Regions from separate parts of the Sus scrofa genome. Here region 2 is linked to region 1. The links are chromatin contacts, called in public Hi-C maps. All regions are on one chromosome and are shown on one strand. The core of a region is the stretch at or near the end of the contact, and the rest is flanking DNA. Distances in the headings are between cores, read along the strand shown.

Region 1 (3,849 bases), core at 894-3,393:
CTCAGAAGAGCGGGGTGTGAGACTGTAGCAGGCGTGCAAGAAGGAGTCCCAGGTGGGCTCCAGGTGGTCTTCGCCAAAGCGTCTGAGATGATGATCTTATTCATTCTTTGTGGGTTCAGAGTACTACATTCAGTTTGGGTCCAAAGGCAAGATATTCCTGGTGATCACTTGTGTCCTTGAAGGAAAGAGAAGGAAGGGGAGAGACCTCCTAGGCAAAGGCTGTGGCAGTTAAGTTTTTTCAAATAAAAATCCCTCTTATATATGGCTCCTTAATAAGCTCCTGGCAGGGCCACTATCAAAGCATCCTGCCAATAAAGAGGAAAGAGAGAAGAGGGAAATAGCCCTGCACATTCCAGCCCTTCCTGCGACTCCCGTATGATTGGCTGATTGTTTGCCAGAGTTCTAATTAAATGCTTAGCCCCAGGGAAAGCCTATAGACATCTGAACCAATTATGACTTCAGAATCACAGCCGAAATGCCTCTGTTTAAATACGTCTAGTTTTAATGCAAACCAAATCAATTAGCTGTCAGTCTGACTAATATTTACTCTACCTAGTCATTCTGATGAAATATGGTGTAGAATTAGCCATTTTCCAGAAGTATTTAGCGTTATCTTTTCTTGTGGTGCACCCGGACGCTTTCCCACATTAGCAAAGCAATTTTGTGACACCTGCGCGATTGGAGGGTTGTGTCATTAATATTATTAAGGAAGGGAAGAGATGACTTAATATTATTCAGAATTATTGGAATGCATTTGCCATGGTGTTTGAATGACCACACTGGAGATGAATGTTAGAGGGTTTAGGATAAAGTTCAATCGAATGCAGATGGTATTTTATTTTAATTAGCTCCAGTCCCTGTTGTACAAAATCGCTTGGATAAGTGACGGAATTTACAACCCATCCGCACCTCCCATGAAAGCTGGTAGAGTGTACATTTGTTAAACAAAACGAAACGAAACACAAGTGAGAGGGAAGATTTAAGACTTCAGCCACACACACGTTTATTAAGCATCTCTTTGCCCTGATCCTGTACCAGCGTCGTGCAGTCCTTTCCCTTCCATTCCTAATCACCTTTCCTTGATGTTTTTATCCACCTTTGAAGAGGGCCGTTTTCTCAAAGGGCTTTGTTGACGAGCCCGCTCCTTGGGAGAACAGCCTGACTGTTCTCAGGGCATGGTATCAGTCACTGGGTTTTTCCAAGGGCTGTCATTTAAGCAAACTGAAAGCATTTGTTTTTAACTTGTTCTTTTGGCCAAAAGTCTGGAGAAGGGTGGATGTTACAGAAGCATCAGCCAATGGCGGAAAGGATTCACACATTTTTTAAAAATTACTTGTTCTGATTATGTTCCAAGCTGGCTTATAGTTCGACATTGCTGCCTGCGTCTTCCAACCCTTGCATTTTAGAATGATGACTCTGGTTCAGCCCTTCCTTTCCCTTCAGTGCTCAGCCAGATTGATGATGGAAACAGGAGGATAAAGATATTATTAGGGAGGCCCTCGGAGGCTCCTTCCTGGGCAATGGGCGGCTTTGGGTTGATGCTTTGTTTTAGTACTTTAACTCTCAGAAGCTGGAAAATGATTTCTGGGACCAGAGTGGGCATTCTGTTTCATAGGATGGGACTTTGTCCCCAGAGTTTAATCAAAGCTCAGGTTTCTTTCCAGCAGTGATGCAACGTTTAAGCCGATCTTTCCATTAACCACAGATGGAATTTTATCTGACAGTTTTGTGTGCTGGAGCCATTCGGAGTGCAAACAAACAAAAAGTTCCTGGCAAATACAAGCACATAGACAGAAAGTGACCACATCGATCTCAGGGTTGATGAACTATGGGATGGGCTGGGGGCAGGATGGGCTGCCTCACAGGGCCTGATGGATTGACCCACGTGGGGACAGGAGAGGTCTGCGGCTGTCTCTTCACGTTTCTGCAGAACCCTGGGGCTAGTGGACTGGCTACTACGAATTGGTAAACAGTTAGAACTTTCCAATATACTTTAAAAGATGATGCTTTATTATTTCACCCCCTGGCACACTCAGCACTTCCACTTAGATGCCTCAAAGATGTCTCAAAGTCACCTCGTCCCAGAGTCGACTGGCCACCCCTGATCACACCTCTGTCACAGAAGCGAGAGTCCTCTCACCTGAACCCCACACTGCCCGGTCACTAGACTGCTGTGGGCACCCTTGGCCAACACCAGTCTGCTCTCCACCATCCTTAGGGATCCGGAAGAACTTCTGGAATGGTGCCAACCACCCCTGGGACTGTCCTGCCCAAGTCCTTGTCCTCCTGGCCTGACCTCCCTGTGGCCCCAGCCACACGGGCCTTTACACTCCTCATTGGATGGCATCTGCTCTCTCCCCCTGCACAGCCTCTGCACAGACTGCCTCCCCTCTGTGACTCTCCCCAACCCTCTGGTCTCAGCCATAGCCCTGCCACCGGAAGCTAGAGCCCTCCGGCTAGCTCGCTTCTCCTAGCAGTATGATGTTAACATTCTGAGTTTGTGAGGTTTCCCTTAGCGCCTGACTTCCCCACCAGACTCCAGGAATGGAGGTGTCGTCAAGGCTGCTTATTAGCCCTCTGCTCTCATCCCAGCGTGATACTCACACACAGGTGGTAGGGCCAGAGCCTGAGCAGCACCCATTCAGAACTGACCACTGCTGGGGAGAACATGACATCTTGAAGGGTTTTGTGGCCACATGGACATCCTCTCCCTGCAGTTCCCAGTGCCTGTGAGAGCTGTCCATTGACAGCTGTCAGCCTTGCTGGACCTCGGGCCCCCCGTATTGTCCTTGTGACATCTCCTGCTGGCCACTTTGGAAGCACTGAGAGCACACAGTGGTGTTGGTGGGAGAAATGAGGGGTTTAGTTTCCTGGGAATCTGGTGAGTGACAGGGATGGGGCTGGTGGGAGTTGCAGCTGGTCCCTAAGGCCAGTGTGAGATAGGGCAGACCACTCAGTTTTCTAGAAACCACGGAGAGGCGGCAGGGAGGCAGAGGAGCTCGTGGTTAGATGCATGCACGCCCACCTTGAGCTGTAAAGCTGTCAAAGGCCAAGGCCGCCTCTCATTTGTTTTTTCTCCCAGTCCAGCAGACTACCTGGTAAATAATAGACAGATGCTTAGTCATTGTGTATTGAAACATCTCAGTGTTCACGGAGTGGGTTCACATCAGCCCGTTGTATCTGTTACCGTTTATTCCTCAACTTCTTTTTCTGTAATGACTTCAGAAGTTTACTGTGGCCTTGGTTAAATTGTGGCAAAAGTCCTAAAGAGGGCTTGAATTCATCACGCCGCATCCTATGTTGATGTCCTTGACAGAAGGTGACTGGTGACTGGGGAGCAGGTTGTCTATGAGCAGAAGCAGGTGATCCTCAAGGGGGACAGGGTGCTTCCTTTCCTTTCAGTCGGAGTAAGAACTCACTCCGGAGTGAATGAAGAGAACTAATGTCCTCAAGTCCGCTCACCCTACTGTTTCCCAACATTAGCAGAAGCAGCAGTGCCGTCTCTCACCAGCGTTAAGGGTCACCTTTTGGCCCATGCAGTTCAGCTTGGAGGAACTTGGACCCTGCTGTTCCAGTTGTGGCTGCAGGCGAGGAAGGGAAGACAAGGCTGGTCCCCGGTTGCCTCTGTGACATGGGCGGAGGATTTCAAGGCTGAGTTAGAATAGCTTTTATTTTTTGGCTCATCTTCCTTTTCCTTTCCTCTTCTACTGCCCTGGCTTGTGGGTTTCCATGGCAGCCCAGCATCTCCCACCCCACCCGAGGCGGTATCCTCAGATGGGCTTGCCAGGTTCTAGTGAGTCTGTTTAACCACCACTCCCTTGTGGACCTGGTGCCCTCTGCCCCCGGGAA
Region 2 (3,849 bases), core at 879-3,378, 95 kb after region 1:
ATTAAAGGGGTTTGGCAGAATTTTAGCGTGTTTGCCAAAATGTGCTGAGTAAGCTATAGGGGCCCAGATAAGGTATGAAGCTCAAACCTGAGTCACATTCACACTGAGCTGCCTGAGAGAAGGCAGTGTCTATAGAAGGGGTGGGAGAGGGAGAACAGGCTGCTGGAGTCAGGGTGCGGCATTCAAGCCTGCTTGGGGTGAGCCCAGAGCAAAGTGTCTGGTGGGTGTGATTGAGTTCCAGATGGGTGGCTTTTGGGCCTGGTTCTAGAACCTCTTGGTCTCCTTACCTGCACATGCGTGATGGGAATAATAGTATTGCTTTGTGGGCCTGGGTGAGGTTCAGATATAGGTTTTATGCAAACAAATACTTCATGAGGAATTTTAAGGTTTTAGGATAATGACCTGAAGCATCTAAAGCATCAACACTCTCTCAGTGTTACACTTCCCTGGAACCCATCACATGTCTCTTTTATGTCACTTTCTGTGATTATGTCTTTTTTTTTTTTTTTTTTTTTTTTGTCTTTTTGCCTTTTCTAGGGCCGCTCCTGCAGTATGTGGAGGTTCCCAGGCTAGGGGTCAAATCGGAGCTGTAGCCATCGGCCTACACCAGAGCCACAGCAACACGGGATCCAAGCCGCATCTACACCACAGCTCACGACAATGCCGGATCCCTAACCCACTGAGCAAGGCCAGGGACTGAACCCGCAACCTCATGGTTCCTAGTCGGATTCGTTAACCACTGCGCCATGACGGGAACTCCTCTGTGATTCTGTCTTGTGCTATTATATCGTGCCTTACATCCTAGGTCACTTGAATGGAAGGCAAGGGACCAAAGAAAGCCCAGTTAAGTACATTCTTTTCAAGCTTTACTCATGGTCATCCATGCATTCTACCTTGAATTGTGTGTATAGATTATGGTTTATCCACACATCTCACACCTGGTCCATCATGGGCTCTCCAGGTTGGTTCAGACCGGCTGCCCTTGGGCCTCACCTCTTGCTTGGTGGAGATATCCGGCCCCCTTGACTCCCCAGCTCCCCCAGCCTCCCCTGAGGTGCAGGCTGAGCTAGGACACAACTGCCTATTCCCACACAGGTAGGAGCTGCATTGGCTTTAGGGTGTCAGTCACCCCAAGAGGATGTGGGGAGGCTGGCCCTTTCTCTCCACTTCCAGATGAAGTGTGAAATCCAGGCTTTCCACTGTCAACTTAAAAAAATACACAACCTAATAGTTGAGAGCTGTGTTTTATTTGGCGGGCAAAACTGAGGACTTGAGCCCAGGACTCAGCTGCTCAGGGCTCCAAAGAGGTAAGGGAGAAGCCAGGATATATAGGGGGTTTTGCAACAAAGACCAGGTAGTTGGAACAGCTGAAGATTTCTGTTAATGAAAGAAAATCATCTGATAGCTATCTGAAAATCTATCTCGGCGCACTTAGTGCTTTTCTAGATATGGAAGATCCAAGAGTCTGGGCTCACTGAAATCCTTCCTTTGATGTGCATTTCAGCTATCTGGGGCCAGCATCCTGTGCTTTCTCATCCTGCATCCCCTTGAGGTGCACCGTTGAGAGGTGGCTGTGGTGGCCAAGGGCTTGGCGATGGGCAACCTGTTTCCATCCTAAGTTCCCTCAGGGTTCACTCTTTGCACGGCTATAATATGATGGCTTGATGGCTGCAACATCCTTTGTTTACTGATGTGGCAGCAACATTTCGGTTCACAGCAGCATCTAGCCAACTGCAGGGGCAGGTAACACAGCCTGGGAGTGCACTGGAAGTTTGCCCAGGGAGAACTGGGAAATCAGGTTCATGCCCTTCCCAGATGGCCCCACGAGGTGTATTTGGAAGACTTTCAACCTAGCAACCTGCTGCTTTGTTGTGAAGATGCAGCCAGCTTTGTATTTGTTTCCTATTTCTGGCCTTCCCTCCTGTTCAATCTTGTTGCCCCAGGATAGCACCTCCCAATACAGCTTCAGGCTGTGGGTCTTGCCACAGACCCTTGCTCTCTAGAGAATCTTTCCCAAAGCACCTGTTCAGAAGCAGATTGAATTATGTGCTTCGATAATCCCCAGGAACTACTGGAGAGGGATGGGCCATTACGGGTATCCCACTGAGACCTGGTCCAGTGTGACTCTGCACTGATAGGCAAAGCTTGCCTTTGGAGGTGCAGTGCTCAGCGCTTGGAACACGGAGCATGAGCAGTTGTTGGATGACGGCAGAAATGAAGGTGCCCGCAACAGTGAGCCTTGATTAAATCAAGAACTCATATCATTTGAATCAATTCTGTTTTCAGCTGTGCACACCAAATAAAATGTTTAACAATTGGTTGAAAGAGGAAGAAATTACTCTCTCCTGTGACAATTTTTCCCCTTTTTTCATCATAAAAAATGTCCATGGTTTCTTATTTTCTATTCAGTAGCCCTTTCACACATTTCTTTCTTCCTGAGAGTATAGCTGTTCTATTTTCTTGCTGGTTTTATTGACCACTGTTGAATTGACATATGTTTTGAGCTAATCTTCACTTGCAAAAGAAGAATGGAGATTTTGCAATCTGTGTTCAGTGGCTCAATTTATCTTGTACTGGCAGCTAGAACACAAGTCAGATTTCAAGCACGTGCCTTCTGTGCTGGCTTCCAAGTTTGTCACTAAACTCTCATTTCTGGAATGTGCGATTACAGAGAATCACTCTCAGCCTCCTGGAAAGCAGAAATGAAGGACTTGGGAGGTCTCCAGGCGCCATACCTACGGTTGTCCAAAAGTTCCATTTTTAACCCCATTTGCTTTGAAAGTACTCAGTGTTTCAGTTTGTCTCTGTTGACTGAAAAAAAAAAAAATCAACCTGAAAGTTGAGAGACACATTTTATTCAGCAGACATTCTGAGGACTTAAGCCCAAAATGTAGCTTCTGAGATAGCTCTGAGGGACTGCTCTGAAGAAAAAAGGGAGGAGCCAAAACCCATAGGGGTTTCTGCAACAAAGACCAGGTAGTCAGAACAACAAAAGATTTCTATTAATGAAAGAAAATCAGATATCTCAAGGTAAGGAATTTAGTGCTTTTCTAGGTATGGGAAGATACAAGAATCTGAGCTCACTGAAATCATTCCTCTGATGTGCACTTCCGCTCTCTGGGGCCTGAATCCTGTGCTTTCTCATCCTGCGTCCCCTCAAGGTGCCCCATTGAGAGGTGGCTGCACGTCTGATGGTGTGATGGTGGGCATCCTGTTTCCATCTTGAGTTCCTTCTGGGCTCGCTGTCTGGGCAGCTGTAATGGGATGGCTTGATGGCTGCAGCATCCTTTGTTTACTGATGTGGCAGCAACATTTTTCATATCTCTTTACCTCCCTATTGCTCTTTCCAGGGACCAAAATGGTGGCACCATTCCCCAAAGTGTCCTAGTTCAGGAGAAAAGGGTGATACTGAAACTGACAGCACTAATGGCCTGAACCTAGCCAGTACCCAGATTGGGATTTGAACCCACAGTTTTAAATTAGAATCACTTATCCAGTGTCTGGACTCACTGAGGTTCAGGTTTTTTATGCCTCCACGCAGAAGGAATTCAACAAGAGACGAGGTGATAGGCAAGAAATAGATTTATTAAGATAGGACACTAGTGAGAGATGCAATTAGGCAGGCAAGGAGACTCTGCCCCCAGATCCAGTGGGCTACAATTTAATCATCCAAGGGGAGTGGGGGTCAGAAAAGACCGCCTCTTCCTTTTTCTTTGAACAGTAGCTCCTCCTTAGTATCCAGTAAAGTGTGTATTCAAATCAGAAGGGAGGTCCTCAAACTCCTGCCCTCGGTCTGAATTGAAATGCAGGCCTCATCCCATCTCCTACCCAGCATCTCAAGCCTCCGCC

The links. A called contact is a pair of places that touch in the nucleus more often than the background predicts.
Region 2: a Hi-C map of liver shows a contact between it and region 1, with 1.6 times the contacts expected there. The contact joins two enhancer-like sites. A contact is called at or near these places in 2 of 47 Hi-C or Micro-C datasets (fetal skeletal muscle and liver) and 1 of 2 datasets of contacts at active chromatin or transcription factors (skeletal muscle).

The regions. Positions count from the first base shown.
Region 1 is chr1:145,558,643-145,562,491 of Sscrofa11.1, forward strand. All of the region lies in intron 2 of PCSK6 (proprotein convertase subtilisin/kexin type 6), which reads left to right. Among named protein-coding and RNA genes, the nearest start is that of PCSK6, 52 kb to the left of the region's middle. Within about 2 kb of position 2,144, at least 22 of the 83 cell types and tissues checked have an H3K27ac peak or open chromatin away from gene starts, as enhancers often do. A contact at or near this core is called in liver, where this site is marked.
Region 2 is chr1:145,653,288-145,657,136 of Sscrofa11.1, forward strand. All of the region lies in intron 13 of PCSK6 (proprotein convertase subtilisin/kexin type 6), which reads left to right. Among named protein-coding and RNA genes, the nearest start is that of SNRPA1, 52 kb to the right of the region's middle. Within about 2 kb of position 2,129, at least 6 of the 83 cell types and tissues checked have an H3K27ac peak or open chromatin away from gene starts, as enhancers often do. A contact at or near this core is called in liver, where this site is marked.